3 separate regions of the Mus musculus genome follow, and all the other regions are linked to region 3. Evidence: chromatin contacts called from public Hi-C and targeted proximity ligation data. All regions are on one chromosome and are shown on one strand. The core of a region is the stretch at or near the end of the contact, and the rest is flanking DNA. Distances in the headings are between cores, read along the strand shown. Region 1 holds the start of Dtx4 (deltex 4, E3 ubiquitin ligase). Region 2 holds the start of A330040F15Rik (RIKEN cDNA A330040F15 gene). Region 3 has its middle 31 kb from the start of Fam111a.

What was found. Hi-C and Micro-C count contacts between places; a contact is called where the count stands out from the background.
Region 1: a contact with region 3 is called in a targeted proximity ligation map of memory CD8 T cells, with 74 read pairs. A contact is called at or near these places in 1 of 39 promoter capture datasets (macrophages), 5 of 484 Hi-C or Micro-C datasets (CD4 T cells, CD8 T cells and embryonic retina), 6 of 130 datasets of targeted methods (CD8 T cells, the SCID.adh cell line, effector CD8 T cells and 3 more) and 2 of 9 other capture datasets (adipose tissue and liver).
Region 2: a contact with region 3 is called in a Hi-C map of effector CD8 T cells, with 3 times the contacts expected there. A contact is called at or near these places in 6 of 39 promoter capture datasets (the C10 cell line, hematopoietic stem and progenitor cells, macrophages and 2 more), 58 of 484 Hi-C or Micro-C datasets (the AtT-20 cell line, B cells, the BV-2 cell line and 46 more), 18 of 130 datasets of targeted methods (the 230-238 cell line, CD8 T cells, DN3 thymocytes and 13 more) and 4 of 9 other capture datasets (adipose tissue, liver, macrophages and 1 more).

Annotation. Positions count from the first base shown.
Region 1 is chr19:12,499,450-12,503,675 of GRCm38.p6, reverse strand. Dtx4 (deltex 4, E3 ubiquitin ligase) reads left to right here and starts at 1,680. Exons shown (of 9, transcript NM_172442.3): 1 at 1,680-2,669. The coding sequence starts at 2,459.
Region 2 is chr19:12,594,419-12,598,720 of GRCm38.p6, reverse strand. A330040F15Rik (RIKEN cDNA A330040F15 gene) reads left to right here and starts at 2,155. Exons shown (of 2, transcript NR_015503.1): 1 at 2,155-2,783.
Region 3 is chr19:12,540,630-12,544,738 of GRCm38.p6, reverse strand. No RefSeq gene overlaps it. Among named protein-coding and RNA genes, the nearest start is that of Fam111a, 31 kb to the left of the region's middle.

The DNA of each region.
Region 1 (4,226 bases), core at 431-2,930, 40 kb after region 3:
CGAAGTGGGTGTGCTGGGTTCTGGTGATGGTGAGTGGTCTTGGTTCCTGTTAGTAAGATTCCTCCGTTTACCTTTCGCCATCTGGTAATCTCTGGAGTTAGTAGTTATAGTTGACTCTGTTTAGAGATTGTTCTTCTGGTGATTCTGTTACCGTCTATCAGCAGACCTGGGAGACAGATTCTCTCCTCTGAGTTTCAGTGCTCAGAGCACTCTCTGCTGGCAAGCTCTCTTACAGGGAAGGTGCGCAGATATCTTGTATTTGGACCTCCTCCTGGCCGAAGAAGAAGGCCCAAAACAGGACCTTTCTCAGACACTGTGTTGCTTTGGCAGTTCCCAGGTGGTACAGACTCTCACCTAAGCAGACTAAATTCCTAAGTTCCTTGGAGTCCCAGGACCAAGATGGCGACCGCTGCTGCTGTGGCTTAGGCCGCCTCCCCTGCCGGGTGGGCACCTGTCCTCCGGTCCGGAAGGTGGCCAGCTGTCCCCGGCCCACACAGGGTGCTGCCTCAGCGCCTCTGTGCTTCTGCCTGTTCCAGAAGCTGTCAGGTTCTCTGGCGCACCCTCTCACCTGTTCAGACTCACAACTAATTACTATATATTCACTCTCTCTAACAAGTTACCCAGGCGCAAATGTTTTCCTGTGTTGTCATTCATTTCACTTCTACTATACTACCCTGCCGTGTTATCGTGGTAGACACAAGAAGACGGAGTGCAAAAGAGAATGGTCAGAAAGTAAACGTTAGTTCTTTCTACTTCCTGTTTGTCCTGCAAGCAGACAGTTAAATATTTCTTAATACCCACCCACACCTTTCCCCAGTTTAAGTTTCCTCTATCTGGAAATTTCTAGTTTATCTGCTTAGGAGCGGTTTTCTGTTTGTCTCCTCAAATATAAAAGGAGCACATGAAACTATGGAAAAGCCATTCCAAAAAAGATTAACAATCTCATTACCAATATAAGATTGCTCCAAATTCCAGCTTCACTTTGTCAGAACGGATTCATTGTGCAGTTCCACCCACGGAGAAACAAAGTGTGTGTTTTCTGACAAGGTTAATACATAATTCTCTTTAAAATGTCTAACTTAATTCGTTTGGAGACCTGGTCTGGATATGTGGCATGAAATTCTCCATCTTCTTGCTTCTCAAGTGTGGAAGTTGCCCGTGTGATGTACCATGCCAAGCAATAATGTGCAATACAGGCTTCAATCCCCTTAGTCAGAACCCACTTTATATTACTTTCCTCTTTAGCCATTGATGATCAAAATGAGCGAGTCTAGCTTGCGTTTGTTCTGCTGTCTCATGGTTTTATTTACATAGACACTGCAGGATGAATTAGTCTACCTTGTGTCTTCTAACAGAAAAATTGGACAGCAAGAACTTCTTTTCTCTCTATGTAAACGCAGGGAACCCTTGGCACTGGCTCTCGATGGTCACAAGTGTGTGGCCTTTGACCTGCACTTGAGGATTTGGACCAGCAGGGGGCATGGAAGCTCTAGATCGCTGGTGCTAGTGGCCATGGGGCGTGGCTTTTGCATCTTTGATGGACAGCTAGGGAACGGTGCAGACGAGGATGAGGTAATAACGGACAGAACAAGGAGAGCGTGGGGCAATTCCTGTGTGTGTGTGTGTGTGGGTGGGGGGTGTTGCGTGCGTGTGTGGGTGTGGATGTATGTGTGTGTGACAGAGAGAGAGAGAGAGAGAGAGAGAGAGAGAGAGAGAGAGAGAGAGAGAATGCGTATGCATGCACGAGCTGTAGGGAGATGCGAGCCTCTGAGCTCACGCCGCGGACACGGCCGGTGCTGAGCTGAAAACAGACAGACAGACAGTTCCATATTTGAACAGGCTGCAAAGTTGGGTCCTGGCAGTGGCAGCTGGGACCGGGATGGCGCGCGTGCTCTCGAGACTGGGGGACCAGGGAAGCCTCCGCGGGCGCGAGCTCGCCTTGGCGCTCTGCCCGGGAGGGGCGACTCCTCCTGGAGGCCACTGAGCCGAGCCGCAGGGAGGGGGAGCTGTGCCACCGCGGTCGGCTTACTCGAAGCGGAGAGAGGGCGGAGGGCGTGACCGTGCGGCGCGATCCACGCGGGCGCCCGCGGAGCCCGAGGCGCAACTGGTGCGAGGCGGGTGCAGCGTCGCGCTCGGGCCGCGCGCCCCCGGGTGGCTTTGCAAGGCGGGGCGGCGAGTGCGCAGGGCCGGGCCTTTGCATGAAGCCGCTGGACCCCTCGGAGCAGCGGCAGAGGCGGCGGAGCCCGGCGGAGCGCAGTCGGAGACGGGCAGCTCCGGGGTCCGTGTCCCAGTGCCTACGCGGCTGCGGACTCCCCCATGGGCCGCAGCTGAGGCTTCCCGCAGCGGTGGGGCGCAGACCGGGGGGCGCGGTTGAGACCCGGAGGCGGCGGCGCCGGAGGAAGCGCAGAAGGCCGGGCCCGGGAGGTGGGCAGCACCGCGCCGCAACCCCGGGCTCGCCATGCTCCTGGCCTCGGCAGTGGTGGTGTGGGAATGGCTGAACGAACACGGCCGCTGGCGTCCCTACAGCCCAGCCGTGAGTCACCACATCGAGGCGGTGGTGCGCGCTGGTCCCCGCGCCGGGGGCAGCGTGGTGTTGGGCCAGGTGGACAGCCGGCTCGCGCCCTACATCATCGACCTGCAGTCCATGAACCAGTTCCGCCAAGACACGGGTGAGCCATTCACATCTCTTGTCTGTCCCAGGAGCTCCCGCCTCGTGGGTCCGCTGTGATCCACCCAGTGGCCAGCTTTGCTCACTGGTATCAGCTATAGGTGTTGAGGGCAGGTGCTTCTCTTCCCTAGGTCCTCACAGGATTCCAAGACCACCTCCAAGTAAATGTCCTTGCAAGTAGTTTAAAGAGTCTTGATTATACAACCCAGCCTCAGCCTAGCTGCAGGAGAACCCCTTTATGCCCCCATCAGCCCCTAGTAGCCGTTTGTGCAAGAACTCTAGGGTTTTGCAAACCGCCTCCCACCCCCCAAGAAATGCTGACTCTTCAGCAAGACATTACTTGAACCTCTTGGCTCACACCTGCTCACACTTGCTCACACCTCAGTTCACCCTGCTTTGCCTCAGGCACCTTTGGGCCTAACATACACTTGCCCCCACCCCCCACCCCCTTTCAACTTTAATGTCTATATGGCCCTCTTCTAGGGACCCAGCCTTCCCACTGTCAGCTCCTGGGTAAGAGACTTGGGGAGGCAAAGGGATCCCCAGTCTCCAATTACTGTCTATTGTATGAAAGGGCTGGGACAATACTGGGAGAGAGTGGAGCATGGGTTCCAGGACTGGAGCATCCTGGATGTGGTGGCATCCGCAGATGCCTCTGCTTGTACACTCCAAGCACTGAAGCAACAGGCCAGAGCAGATGGAGAGAGGAGGCGGGAGGATTGGGCTCTGGAATGCCTGGCAGGGAAGCTGCTCCCTTTGTCCATAGAGAAGGAGGAGGAGGAGGAGGAGGAGGGACGGAGGGAGGCAGCAAGAGAAGAAGAAAGGCTAAGAAGAAACTGTCCTTAGGTTTTTTGCTTAAAATAGCAAACAGGAGCCACCACTCTGACCTCCCAAGGCACTAAACTCCATAAAAATTAAGTTGCCACTAGGTCTGCCGCAAATCTCGCAGCCGTGTAGCTCTTCCAGATCCTAGCAAGGAAGGGAGCTCTATAGGTTACGTTAGAGTGAGGGTTGGGAGATACTGGAGAGAGAAGAAAAGCAAGGGTGCTGCTCTCTTCTTTGGGTCTAGTTTGTCCCGGCTTAACTGATGACTTGGGACAAGTTTCCGTCTCCATACAGTAATCTCTTCAATTGGGGGGTGGGTGGGGTCATTTCTGGAATTCTGGCTAGCCTGTCCCAAGGGTGTAACTGCAGAGCCTGGAGCAGGTGTGGGGGGGAGGGGGGGGGGGAGAAGAGGAGAAGAGGAGGAGGAGGAGGGCCCTGTGACTCAGGGAACAGCTGCTGGACAGGTCCCCCGTAGCTTCCTAGGAAAGCCTTCACATCCTGTGTGCTAATTGGGATTGTCATGGGAAAGAGGTGCAGTCCCTCACTCTTGTGATCTGTAGTCGTAACTCTGAGCAACCTCTTTGCCAAGAATTGTATGACCATGGCCAATAGAGGAAACCTTTCTGGAGGGGGGAAAAAAGTTCCAGAAGTTTAACATCTGGTTGGCTGGAACTTTGATAGAAAAAGCAGGGAAGAGGAGCTGAGAGACAGAGAAGAAGAGAAAATAAGTAGA
Region 2 (4,302 bases), core at 906-3,405, 55 kb before region 3:
AGCCAAGTTTGGATAGCTTTCCAGTTTTTCTTTTACACAGCATTATGGACACTACAAAAATCTCACTGAAGCACAAAAACCTTGACGTCAGTTCTCTGGGTTCCAAATTTGATGTTAATACCCCTTAAGAGAATCCATTGAATAATCGCATCTAGCAAGAAGTCTGGGTATTGGGGTAACTGAAAACTTTGCAACTATGTTCCAAAGGGAGTGTGGAGATGAGATGGAAGAGAAGAAGAGGAGGAAGGGAAAGGAAAATTATTTTTAGAGTTAGCTTTAGTGTTTACATAATGATCAGAATTATGACACAGAAATTTGTGATTTATTTAACTATTTTTCTGTTTTGGAAATTTAGGACACCCCAAAATCTTACTGTTATTTTAAAAGAACAACATAAGAGGCATCTTTGTACATACTTCTCAGTCTTCATAGTTTTATTTTGTAAATAGTTTATTTTTCATTAATAATTAACACACAGAATTAGGTTTTATTGTGCCAGTTTCAGACAAAATTTATTTTGTTGAATCACCTCACCTTTCTCACCCCCCATACCCTCACCCCCTCCCCACTGTACCTTACACACATCCTCCATCTCCACATTCACCTCCCTGTGCCCTTCCTCTACTTCTGCAACACTTTCTTTCCCTCTTTGTGCACTCTTTTCTGATTCCAGAGCCTACAGTCAAGGAATTCACCCCAACTTACATACGACAGACAGACAGACAGACAGACAGACAGACAGACTTTATAGGCTAGGCTCCACATGTGAGAGATGTGCTGTCTGTCTAAATCTGGAGGGTTTTTTTTTCTAATTCCCATATTCATTCATTTTTCTGTAAGTTATGTGATTTCATTTTTCTTTACAGCTGAATAAATACCATTTATATATGTGCCACGTTTTCCTTATCCATTCATCTGTTGGCTCCATTTGGGCTGGTTCCATTTCTTTGCTATTTTGAATAGAAAACCAATAAATGTGGATGTGCAGGTATCTCTGTGGTAGAATACACACACACACACACACACACACTCACACACACACACATACACACACTCACACACTCAGAAGTATATCTGGATCATAGGGAAGTTCTGTTTTTTTAATTTTTAGAAATGTATACTAATTTATATAATGGCTGTACTAGGTTACATTACCTCAACAGCACTGCTGTCTCTTTTCTTTATCTTAGTAATTGTCACTAGGGGAAGATGGAATCCAAAACGTAGCTTCAATTTTCACTCAGCTGGTAACTAAGAATGCTGAACGCCTTTTTAATCTCTGGTGTCCATATGTGGTCCTACTTTTGCGAACGGTATCTTCCATTCATTGGCTGATTTATTGACTAGCTATTTTGAAGTTTAATTACTGCAGTTCTTTATATATTCTAGACGCCCAGCCCCTGTCTGAGGCATAGCTGGCAAAGACATTCTCCACTCTGCAGGCTGTTGGAGAATGTTGCAGAATGTTCACTCTGTCCTGTCCTCTGTGGACAAAGGGAGGAGCCTCTCTGCCAGGCATTCCGGAGCCCAGTCCTCCGGTTCTTCTCTCCACCACATCCAGATGCTCCAGCTCTGGAATCCCTGGCTCCAATCTCTCTTCCCAGTAATTTTCCAGCACTTTTCACACACTAGACTGTAACTAGACACTGAGGAACCCTACGGCTTCCCAAATCTTACATCCAGGAGTTGTCAGTGGGAAGGGGGGGTCCATAGAAGAGGGCCAGATTCAGCCAGGTTGAAGGGAGGGGGAGGTGTACGGCAGCCCCAAAGGTGCTTGAGGCAAAGCAAAGTCAGCTGAGGTGTGAGCAGTAAAAGGGCTCCAGCAGTATCTTGCTGAAGACCCCGCATTCCTTGGGAACTGCAAAGTCCTAGAATTCCTGCACTAAGGGCCAGTAGGGGCTGGGGGTGGCGATGGGGGCATAAAGGGGTCTCCTGCAGCTAGGCCGAAGCTGGGTTTGTATAATCAAGACAATTTAAACTACTTGCCAGGACAAATACTTGAAGGTGGTCTTGGAATCCTGTGAGGATCTAAGGAAGGGAAACACCTGCCCTCAACACCTATCACGTGAGGACATCAGTAAGCAAAGCTAGTCACTGGGTGAGTCAGTGGACAGACCAGGGATTTGGATGGCTCACCCGTGTCTTGGCGGAACTGGTTCATGGACTGCAGGTCGATGATGTAGGGGGCAATCTGTCTCTCCACCTAGCCCAACACCACGCTGGCCCCGCGCGTGGACCAGCGCAGCACCGCCTTGAAGTGGTGTTTCACAGCAGGGCTGTAGGGACACCAGCCGCCATGATCGGTCAGCCATTCCTACACCACTAGGGTCCAAGGCTGAGGTCTGGAGCATGAAGTGCCCTGAGATGCTCCCTTCCCCGTCCTTGCACACCCGGCCTCGGGCGCCACCGCCTCCCGGGAAGCCTCAGCTGTGGTTCATGGGGGAGTCTGCAGTCGCTTAGGCACCGGGACGCGGACCCGTAGCTGCCCGCCTCCAACTGTGCTCCACCGCCCCTGTCGCTGCCGCTGCTCCGAGGGGTCCAGCGGCTTCATGCAAAAAACCTGACCCTGCACATTCGCCGCCCGCCTTGCAAAGCCACCCAGGGCGCACGGCCCAAGCGCGACGCAGCACCCGCCTCGCACCAGTTGAGCCTCGCTGGAGTTGCATGGTCACGCCCTCCGTCCTCTCTCCGCTGGGAGCCAGGCAACGGCGGTGGCACAGCTCCCTCCCTGGGGCTCCGCTCAGAGGCTTCCAGGTGTCTCCCCTCCCCGGAAGAACGCCAAGGTGAGCTCACGCCCGCGGATACTTCCCGGGTCCCCGGGTGTCCAAAAGCTCGCTTGCCATCCCGGTCCCAGGGGCCAACGCGGGGACTGAGGTTTGCAGCCACTAACTTCCTGTCTGTTTTCAGCTCAGCGCTGGCTGTATCCGCGGCCAGAGCTCCTACACTTGAGTCTCACCAGGGCTTTTGCTCGCACTGACATACACACACTGACGAACACACGCACGCTCAGCCCCACGCCTTCTTCTTCTGGCCTGCTATTACCTCATCCAGGCCTGAATCCTGGAGGTGTGTCAGATATGCAGAAGCCACGCCCTCTGTCAGTTTGCACCAGCATCTTAGAGCTTTCATGCTCTCTGCTGGTCAAACGTCACAGTTGTGACCACTGAAAGTCAGTGCCAAGGGATGCATGCGTTTATGGTATAAACTTTATGCTGTCTATGTAGAAATCAGAGCAGGCTGAAATATTGTACTGCCTTTTGAAAGTCAATATGAAACAAAGAAATAGACTCTTATACTCTGTACCCATTGGATGTTGTATATGTACATACATAAAATGGGTTTAATTAGAACTACCCCCAGACACTAATGACTATCAAATAAAAAGCCTAGTGCCAGGTGTGGGGCCAGGTGTGGGTTACCTTTTAAAGCTGCCCCACACAACCCCTCAAAGCATTACAGGCTATTCCACGGCTCTTGGTTACTGTCCAGAACTTGATAAGGGGTTAATACAGACGTCCCATTTAGGGCTGAGAACTCTGTATTATTCTCAACACTTTGAACAAGTAAGTATGAGTCTCTGTGTTGAATAATACCCATATTTTAAAGAAAGCTTCTGCCTAGGCCTATGGACATAAACATAAATATTGAGAAGGAATTTTGACACAAGACTGTTTAGGAATTAGCAGTGGCATCTTCTACTCTAGGATCTAGGAGCTCCCCAGCCATTGATTTGGAGCCAGTCTTCTAGTGTGGTTGTGCCGTTTCTCCCTTTGACCAAGCAATGTACTCAACATCTAGTCTCCTCATATCCATCACCATCACCATCGTCGTCGTCGTTGTCGTCCTCATCAGCATCATTGTGAGGAGGCACAAACTATAGTGTGTATGTGGAGAGGGAAGGACAACTTTGTAGAGTCAGTTCTTTTTTATCATTATGTGGGTCCTGGGCATTGAACTTGGGTTATTTGGTGTGTGGTAAGCTCTTTTAGCCACTGGGCCATTTTGTGAATCCTATTATCAGTATACTTTTTTTAGCGTTTCTATTAGGGGTGTCATGATATTTCTTGAGCTTTTAATGTGTGTGAACATGCCGTGTGTTAATAATAGTGATGCTTATTTAGTGTTTCCCTATGTGACTTCTTGATTTCTGCATCTTCTTTGTGAAATGTTTGTTCATGTGTTTGGCTACTTTTAAAATGAAGTGAGAACATTAAAAATATCCTCAATGAAAACTTTTGGATACTTGACTTGAAAATATCTTCTATCAAGCTGGAGGCTCTTTTCATCCTTAACAGGGTTTTT
Region 3 (4,109 bases), core at 1,594-4,093:
ATCTGTTCCCTTACCATAGAACTTGAGAAGCTGCTGGTCCCTATAAGAGCAGCATTTATAATCAGCTCCTAGCAGGGCTTCTCCAGCCACACTAGATTCCTAACTACAGGTGCAGGGCTCCAAAGACCAATTGATACTGTTTATTTTATTTTATTTTTTTACCAAATTATCCCCAGATAGTCGGAGAGTACTGCTTTTCTCAAAACCCATTCTCTCACATCTCAGGTGTAAACTATCTCTAGTCAGGGTATAAAGCACCTATGAGAATTACCTTTGCTTCTCTAGATTTTCACATAGCTCTAAACACATACACAAAAACACACAAAACAGAAACCAACAGATCTAGACACACTCGACCCTTTCTTGTCTTCCACAAGCAGGCAAAAGAATTAGATGATGTTGGAGGGGGAAGCTTCCGCTTCAACAGAACTCGGTCCCTCTGACCGATCTCCGGAGACGGTCAGGCATCCCTGGCTCTCCTTACTTCCCAGGGCGTCCCCCAGGGTGGCAGCTTGTGGTCTTCCTAGCACGTCTGCCGACCACAGTCCTTCGGTCCTTATGGCCCAAAAGGATAGCTGCAAATACAGACTGCGTGCATTTCAGAAAACCCCATCACCCCATCGTCTACCAACAACGTCATCCACTTCTACCTAGATGACCAAAACCAGAGAAGCACACTCCTTCCTCACTCTGCCAGATGTAAAACCAAGACAGGAGGTGGGACTCGAACCCACGATCTCGTAACCCTGAAACCAAGACACAAATTCAATAAACTCAGACGGATCCAAACTCAGACTTCGCCGTGCTTCAGAAACATAGGACAAAACACAAACAACCCAACACAACAAGCACATGTTCCAATGTTTGTTTCAGAAAACAGACACTCAAAACAGAGACACCGGCCGGCACGTACACAAGAGGGGATCCCCATACCTCCAAGTCGGTTCTCGGGTGTGAAGGGTGGTCCCGTTTCCTGGCCAATGCACCAAATGAAAGACCCACAATGTGAGGACTCCCCCACGTTCTGACTCAGGAGAGGCGACACCCCAAAATCACCCACAAGAAACGATCTTGCTGCAAACTGCAAGAGGATTTTTATTCAAGAGTGCTCTAGGGCCCACGGTCATACACCACGCAGGGTAGAGGACCGTGGCGCCCCGAGTAGCTGGGTAAGGGGGTATTTAAAGGAATAAACCACAACTCAAGGAATTGGGGAGGGCATTGTTGGAAAATACCAAAGATACCAGTTAAGAGTCACAAGGAAGTACAAAGTCACAAGTGTCACAAGTGTTCAGGTTATCTCTCAAGACAGTTTCTAAGAGGCCCTAACAATAGCACATTCTTTGAATGAACACTCTTTGAACCCAGAAAGCGGGTGGGTGGAGGAATGTCGCTATCTGTTTTATGATTAGCATACCTTGGAGCATTGAGTCACAAAGGTCACATTCACAAGCCTGGGCCTAAAGGCCTAGAATTTTGTTTTTACGTTTTACTTTTTCAGAGATCAGTTGAGACAAACCTGTGCACCCATGTGCTATAATGCTTTAAGTGGGAAGTACAGCTCTGTCTGCAGCCAAAGTGAACTGCAGTAATCATTTCTTCAGCAGTGCTTGAAGGAGACCCATGCTAATTTTTTGAAAGCAATTTCTGTGAAACCATCTTGGCCACGTCATGAAAATGCCTCCTGAGATTTTTCCATCATAATTGAGATTTTACTTTATTTTAAAATTTTGTATGTGTGAGTGTTTGCCTGGATTTATGCTTGTGTACTGTGTGTATTCAGTGCCTGGAGGGGTCAGAAGAGGACATTGGATCTCCTGGAACTGAAGTCACAGACACTTGTGAGCCACTATGTAGGTGCTGGGGAATAAACCTCTGCATCTGGTAGGCTATTTTTCCAGCCCCACAGCGTTTTGTTGAGTGTCACAGAGTAAGTGCTGTATTCGGATTTCTTTCTCAGGCATGTGCGTAGGAAGCAGCTCCACTCACATAGGTGGCTACTTCATCCGTACGACTATTCACCAACTGTTTCCATCAACACAAATGTGTTATCGTAGGAATGTTCTACCATGGACTAGAAAGGTGAAAAACCTCTTGATTTTCCAGTAGGTTCCTCAAAAATCCAACCAACCTTCAATAGAAAACATAAAGAACACTGTGCAAAACAAGATTACCTCACCCTTTGTTTCAAAATCTTAAATTTCCTGTAATCCACAAATCTTGACTCTGCTACTAAATGCTAACCAATCTCCCGCAGCAAACCAGAAGTCAGCACGTCAGAGTCTTGCTCAGCTCAGCTTGATCTTTCTCCCTCACTCTCTCCTAAGAATCTCTCCTAAGATTTCATGAAGTGATTGTTTTAACTACCCCAAGGGCAATAAACTGAACTTTATTTAACACCAGATTTCTGGGAGCCCCCATTTGGGTTAGCAACCAGCTAGAACCAGTACAGGGCTCTAAGGTCTTCTCTGCAGGTGTTCTCTGCCCTGGAGGGGATCAAAAGAGGTTGTAATAGTTTCTGTTTTCTTTAATTGTGCTTGTCAAAAGCTGAATAAAATGGGCAAATTTACTTTTTAAGGATTTTTATTTCTTTTGGTTTGGTTTTGGGGTTTTTAAACTGGGTCTCTCTATTGTATAGCCCTAGCAGACCTAGAGCTTGCTATATAGACCTGACTGTTCTTGAACTCACAGAAAACCACCCGGCTCTGTCTCCTGAGAGCTGGGATTAAAAGGGTACACCTGCTACAGAAGACTGTTTTATTATATGATTACATTTTGAAGTGCTTTTATGTGTGACAGATAAGATCTGCCCCTTGTTAGCCACCCAGGAAACAGCCCATCCCCCCTCTTCAACTGTCAAAGAAGCAGAGAATGGGGCAAATGTAAATGCTGAAAGGTGTTGGGAGGGTGAGCAGAGAAATTGAAACAGAGAGAGAAATCAGTGAAGCTAGGAAGCTTTAAGCATCTTTAAGATTGGTCAGGAAATGGTTGGGGAGGGAGGCTAGGAGGGAGTAAACTAGAAGTAAGGGGGTGGGGCAGAGGAGGATGTAAATGAAGAGGGGTAAGGACGACTGGGAAGGAAGAGGGAAGGTTTGGAAGAGTAATGAAACTCAGTTTGAGAGCTAGTGCTCCCTCCTTCTTAAAAGTCAGAAATAAAATGGAGAAAAAGAAACTTAAGGTGGGAATGGCATAAAACAAACCAGTTGGCCAGAGATTAATTTTCTAAGGGTGTAGCTTCCTTTCACCCACCCTCTCTTCTCCTTTGCCTTGCTCCCTTACCTACTCAGACCTTCCTTGAGTGCGTTCTCATTGACCAGACTATGTCTCTGAGAGATGCTTAATTGATTACTCCTCATAGAAGAGCTGACCTGAGTCAGGGGCTGGGTTTGCTGGCTGAGAGCAATATGTGCAGCAGGTATGTAAGTGCAGAGACTACACAGGTACTTTCCAGGGTGGACAAGGGCTTGGCAGCACTAGAACCCCTGGGCTGGAAAGGACAGAAGTGCCATTCATTTGGAGGACCAGGAAAGCATAAGTTTGTTTTCAGTGGCTGCTTCTTGTCCCACTGTGTCCTGGAGGCAGCAATGTGGTGGGTTAGGACAAGGTGTCTGTTATCTGTTTATCTTGTTTCTTCTCTTTTTTTTTATTAGATATTTTCTTTATTTACATTTCAAATGTTATCAGCTTTCTCAGTTTCCTCTTATCTTGTTTCTTAAAACTCTGGCTGAGGAAATCGAAACAGAGAGAGAAATCAGTCAAGCTAGTAAGCTTTCAGCATCTTTAAGATTGGTCAAGAAATGGGGGTGGGGGTGTAAGAGGGCGTAAAAAAGAACTAAGGGGGGTAGGGCAGAGGATGTAAATGAAGAGGGGTAAGGAAGACAGGAAAGAAAGAGAAAAGGGAAATGAGAAATTAAAGGGTAATTGGCTGCGGTGGTGAAAAGTGGGGCCAGGAGACTGGTCAGGGAACCCTCCACAGGCTCCATTACTTTGTGACTTCACTGAAGAAGAGGCAGCAACTCCTGTATTAAGGTCAGTGGAATCCTAGCTCCTCCTGGATTGGCTTAGGATAGCTGCAAGCATTGAATATTTTGCTATAACATGATTCTGTC